Linked DNA regions of Anas platyrhynchos: region 2 is linked to region 1. The links are chromatin contacts, called in public Hi-C maps. All regions are on one chromosome and are shown on one strand. The core of a region is the stretch at or near the end of the contact, and the rest is flanking DNA. Distances in the headings are between cores, read along the strand shown.

Region 1 (2,904 bases), core at 313-2,812:
TGAGCATCGTCTCGCCCGTGCCTCCTGCATCACCTTGCCATCGCTGCTCCGGCTCCTGCCCCGTAAATAACATGGGCTGTAAAACCAGGATTAGCCGAATCCTCAGCGGGAGCCCTGCAAGGACACCGGGCTCCTCGCCGGCTGCCTCTTTCTGTAAATAGCCTGCACCCAGGCTGGCAGCATCCTGTGACTAACTCTTCTAGACTGGATTTCTCCAAGGGAGGACCGCCGCTTAATTTGGCTGACTCGGCGCTCTGCGGGAGCTCTCATCCATGCCAGCTCGAGTCCGAGCAAAAACCCATCATCATTAGTCCTCGAAAGGAACAGCTCGGATGTTCTCCACCCCCATCGGAGCAGGCTGGGACGTACCACGCGTTCCCAGCGCCCAAAATTCCCCCAGTAAGCTCCATTACAGCCATCAGCCTTCACACTCTTCTCAATGGCAATCCTGCCAGCGGTTTGAGACGGCCACCGTGCTGTGCCCAGGGGCAGTGGTGACCCTGCAGGTGTCAGGATGGGTTTTTGTGGGGTGGGCACGCACAGCGAGGGGCACAAAGCCCGGCATGTTTGCTCTGGTGCAAGGCAAAGCTGGGGAGGGAGGATCAGGCCAGTGTGCATTTCTCTTTGCTAATGTGTTGGCAGCCTCTCCGTGAATAAAGCGCTAGGAAACAGATCTGGAGCAGCCCTCGGCTGTTAACCGGGCGGAGGGGCACCAGCTGCTCGGCGCCGGCCCCCGGGAGGAGCCCTTCTGCTGTGCTGTGGGGCCAGGAGCGAGCCACCACCAGCCCCTTCCGACCAGGGCAGCTTTCAGGCCCCTGCTCCGCATCCAAATCTGAATTTCATGGCTTTACGAGCTGCCTGCTTTGGGCCTGAATCCACGTCTTCGCTCCAAATGCCACCCCACCTCTGTCCATCCACGGGGAAGCCTGGCTCTGTATCACGCTGGCTCTGAGGGCTTGGGGAAGGGGCAGAGGATGGGACTTGTTTTTGTGGCTCCTGCAAGGCATTAACCAACCCTTTCTTGGAAAAGGACCGAGCCTGGAAAACCTCTTGCTTTTCCTCCGTGCAGCACCAGGGTGATGCTGCTGCCCTTGCTCCACCTGTGGTCAAACTGGGCTCTGTGTCTGCTGCTTGAAACGGGAGAGATGATAACGTCCTGCTTGTAAGCAGGAAACATTGGGCGAAATGAATTTATTTTCCCCTTTTCCCTAAATTGCACCAACACTGTAGCTCAACGTTGTCCAGCCTTGCCGTAGGCTGACCAGCGAGGCAGGAAGCTGTGCTGGTGTCACCAGAGATTTTCTCCATCCCGCTCAGACGGGAACCTTGGGGTTAATTCCCCACGGAGGCTCTGTCCCGGGCTCGCCCTTTGTGCCAGTGACTGCGCAGCCCCCGGCCCGTGGGCTGAGATAAGCAGCAAGAAATGTCCGGCGTGTCGCAACGTCCCCGCGGCTGAGGACGTGGCCACCCCTGGACGAAAGGATCCGGTGGCACCGAGCCACAGCAGGGTCCGTGTTGCAGCTGTATTGCAAAACCCCGGGCACGAGGAGGGAGACGGGCCAGCCGAAGGGGTATGGGGTTGGTATCCTGCAAATACAGCTCTCGGGCAGCTGTAGGAGCCTCGAGGAGCAGGATTTCTGCCATCCCCGTGGGGATCGGCGCTCAGCTGCCGTCTCCCACCTCCTCTCTCCTCCTAGGTTTCCCCTCCTGAAGCCGCCTCAACCTGCTGTGGCACCGACTGTCAAACGCTTCACACGTTTGTCACCAAAATGTTTTGGCAGCCGCAGCATCTCTAGGTTTTGACATAATCCCGACAGGAGACTTTCTCAATTATTACTAATGGAACATTATGCTCCTCTTTGGGAACTCCTGCATGAATAAAAAGGGTCATTAATGACATCTGCGCAGAGCCCGGAAATTATTAGTCAATGCTGATACAGTTTGATTTTATTTTTTTAATTTTTACCTATATATTTTCTTAAGCTCCTGGTAATTTCCCACCTTGCCTCCCACCCCCTTCTCCAAAGTCTCCTGTGCGAGCCGGAGCTGAGCTGGGTTATTGTCGCCGTTCTCGCTTTTGTGCAGGTAAATGCTCTTCCCCTCCCACCCTTTCTTCCCTTTTATTCCCTCTTGGCTTCCTTGAAGATCGTAGCTCTCATTTCGGTCCCAGGAGATCCCGTCGCACCTTCCTCTGGGCTTGATTTTGCTGCCAGTGCAGCTCAGATATTTCTTGGACTCGGGAGGAAAAACGGGGTGCCTTTTTCTCCCAGCTCTGTGCCAGGTTATCCGGACCCCAGCCCCGCTGCCCTCCCAGGCTTTGTGGCAGGAGACTTACTGGGAGGGTGGCTGGAGCTGTCCCCAGGTGCCACACAGCGCCGTGCCATCAGTTTTGAGGGCTTTCTGGGCAGCAACCTATTGTTTTTTCTGTCCTTCTGCCAGGTATTCATTCCTCTCTGCTTGATAACCCTAAAAAGGGCCCAAAATAGGCCTTTTTTTTTTTTTTTCCTCCTTCTCTCTAGAATAATGCAGCAATTTGAGAAACCGGTGTTTCGCAAGACAGCAGAGCGAGGCAGAGAGCTCTTTCCCTGCTGGAAGGGGCAGAGCTCGGGGCTCGCTTGCAGATGGGAGCTCCCCCGAGACTCCTCCTGGCCAGGAGCTATTTTAGCTCCGGGGGCTGGCTGCCAGAGCCTCCCCGCCAGCATCCGAGGTGTGAGCTGCACCTTGCCTCCTTCCCCTCTGCAGAGGAGCTGGGTGCCACAATAAGCTGTTTTTTTAAGGGTGGAAAGGTTTGGGAAAAGGGAATGACCTTCAGGCCAGGTTTTCTCCCAAACAAGTCATCTTCTGGCCTGGTTGCACCGTGATTTCCCAGCCAGGCCATCCACTACTGATGGGAAAGCCAAGAGA
Region 2 (2,700 bases), core at 96-2,595, 120 kb before region 1:
TGTAGAGCATGCTATGAGCTCAAAGTGATCTAGACACATTGAAGAAACGGTTGGAAATCAATAAGATGAAATTCAGGACAAAAGCTACCTTTAGGGAGAAAACATCTGATTTGAAAAAAGAAAAACTGCCTAGGGAAGCGGTATTGCAGGAAAGAATATGGGTCCATAGTGAATCACAGCAAAGTGAGTCAGAGTGATGCTCCTTTAAAAAGAAAAAGTAATCTCGTTCCTGGAAATATTAATAGGAGCGTCATGTGCAAGTGCTGAGGGGGAGACACTACTATTCTGTATCATTTGGTGAAGTCTAGGCCAGCAGGATGCACAGTTCTACATGCTGCAATCCAAAATCCCCAAATGGGAAAGAACTGGGAAGGCATGACCTATGGGATAAGTAATAAGAAACTCTATAGAGGGAGGACAAACAACTTCATTTACAGTAAGGGAGAGCTAAGCTGATACTAGGAGCACTTTAGCTGTGAGTTACGATGCTTGACACTCTCACAGCAGCCTGCCAGGTAAACTCCTGCACCCACTGGATGTGTCCTTTGGTCCCCCCAGCTCCACCACCTTCTATTAACAGAGCAAGGCCAAGCTCCTTGATTGCTGCAACATATGTAGGTAGATGGGTTTGTACCTGTCAGTCTCCTTTACCTCCTCTTTCCTTCTACTTGTGGAGTGAAAAAACTTCCAACCCTATCTTGGAACAAATTCCAGAGGGGGCTGATATTGAAAGCTGCTCCTACGGAGGACTGATGGAAAGGTTTCATGTCTCCACAGCCAGAAATCCTCCATTCCTTATGGAATAAGCAATGGGTGTAAACCTATGAGGAACAGAGATCAATTATGGAGCAAGCAAAGCGCTGTGCTGGTGGTGGAATTGAAAAGACAGCAAGGAAAGGAAATTAATTATAAAAAACAACAACAAAAAAAGCACCTTTCCTACAGTTAATTGCAAGGTGATGCTTCACTGGTACCTCAGCTCAATAGTGTTGTGAAGGGCACTTACAGGCCACTGGAACCCTTCTAATGAGGCACAATGACAACTGCAAAAAAAAAAAAAAAAGCACACAAAAGAGCCCACACCAAAACATCAGGCCAGTCCTCTGCTTTATTCTATTGAAATAAAGGATGTGAATGCTGCAGTACCAGGAATTCTTCAGCCACAGTACATCTCCATCGAGCTGGGAGGGGGGAGAGCACTCCAAGTTGCAAAAATGGTTTAAAAATAAAGGTTGGAAGTGACACTTTGCACAAGCATAGTACTGTAATAGTAACTCTGACCTTTGGGCTGAACAGAGAGTACACAGGAACATTTCCTGCTCCCTCTATCATGCTGCTTCTTCCCATGGTTCTCTGTGTGTCTGCATTGCCCTGATAACCAGGAAATTGCTAATAGTTCTGGAAGGAAAAGCACCCTAGGGCTGTGGTCTTCCCCCAGACATCCTCCTGGGGAATGTTTAGGGTTACCCTGTGCAGCAGCTCCTGAAGCGAAGTTGTAAGGATTAGACCTCAAAAAACCCTCTGCTACCATCTGAGTTCTGGATTCTTTAACAATGGAAATGAGTGAGTTCCCTCCAGATCCCCTAATAGAATTAATCACCTCTCCGTGGACCATTTCCCAAATGTGCCAGGATTTAATTTCACACTGACTGATATCCAGATGAAAAGCTGTCTTCCCTGGTAACAGAAAATCTCGCCTTCTGGACGGCTCCTCTCTGCTGAAGGTGGCTGTTCTCCCCGTGAGAAGATCCCTGCTGCTGTGCTTCCCTTGCTGATCCTGTAGGGTCCTACAGAGACGGCTGCTTAGGAATGCTTTTCCCATCCCAGATAAGGCTTACTGCTTTGTGAAGCTACTGTAGGTGTGCTTTCTGCATACACTTTTATTCCAGACAGAATGTGTCGTATTAGAAGAACAAATTAGAAGAACAAATGGGATTTACCTGGCATAAGAAGGGTGCCTGAAGCAGGTTAGGGCTGTGCTCTCTGGGATTCCTTGGAAAGCTGGGCGGTATTTGAGGATTGTATCCATTTCTCCATGGCTTCCTTAAAATAGGAGAGAGAGAACACCGAAGAGTAAAGAACGGAACAAGCAAAATGGGAATTCTCACTTGTTTCACTCAATTTCACCAGTTTTTTTTAAATGCTTAAGATTTCTTCTACTTTTATTCATGCTCAGGTTCTGACTCTCGTGAAGCAGGATCCAGCTAAATGGAGCTTGGATTTCCTAGCATCAGAGAGGGCATTTGAATAAAAACCAGTATTGTTAGTTTCATTGCCTAACATTAAATTTTTAATGAACATTTTAATAAATATTAAATGAATAGTTAATATTTCTTTTTAAATAACACCGATACTTTTGTTTATGACAAATCCCAGCGATCTTAGTGCTGAAAACAAAATCAAGCCAAAATAATTTGAATCCCTACACCGGAAGATGTAAGTACTAGAAAGCTTTATGTTGGCCTCATATCCTTACTTACGTATCCAACTGGCCATCAGTTGGACCTCGTACTGCTGCTGACCAGGCCAAGCCCATTTTCTGCCTGCCTTATTTTGAGTTTACCCAGTCTCTTTAGATTTCACCAGTCACAAAAGGGAGGCAGGCTGATCAGGCACGACCTGCTCTCGGTAAATCCACGCTTTCTGTTCAGTCACCACCTTGTTCATCCTGTGCTGTCATGCCAGTGTATGTCGTAAAGC

What was found. Hi-C and Micro-C count contacts between places; a contact is called where the count stands out from the background.
Region 2: a Hi-C map of skeletal muscle shows a contact between it and region 1, with 3 times the contacts expected there. The contact joins two enhancer-like sites. A contact is called at or near these places in 3 of 8 Hi-C or Micro-C datasets (liver, skeletal muscle and subcutaneous adipose tissue).

What each region holds. Positions count from the first base shown.
Region 1 is chr8:17,766,804-17,769,707 of IASCAAS_PekinDuck_T2T, reverse strand. No RefSeq gene overlaps it. Among named protein-coding and RNA genes, the nearest start is that of PBX1, 18 kb to the right of the region's middle. Within about 2 kb of position 1,562, at least 2 of the 8 cell types and tissues checked have an H3K27ac peak or open chromatin away from gene starts, as enhancers often do.
Region 2 is chr8:17,888,871-17,891,570 of IASCAAS_PekinDuck_T2T, reverse strand. No RefSeq gene overlaps it. Among named protein-coding and RNA genes, the nearest start is that of NUF2, 23 kb to the left of the region's middle. Within about 2 kb of position 1,345, at least 1 of the 8 cell types and tissues checked has an H3K27ac peak or open chromatin away from gene starts, as enhancers often do.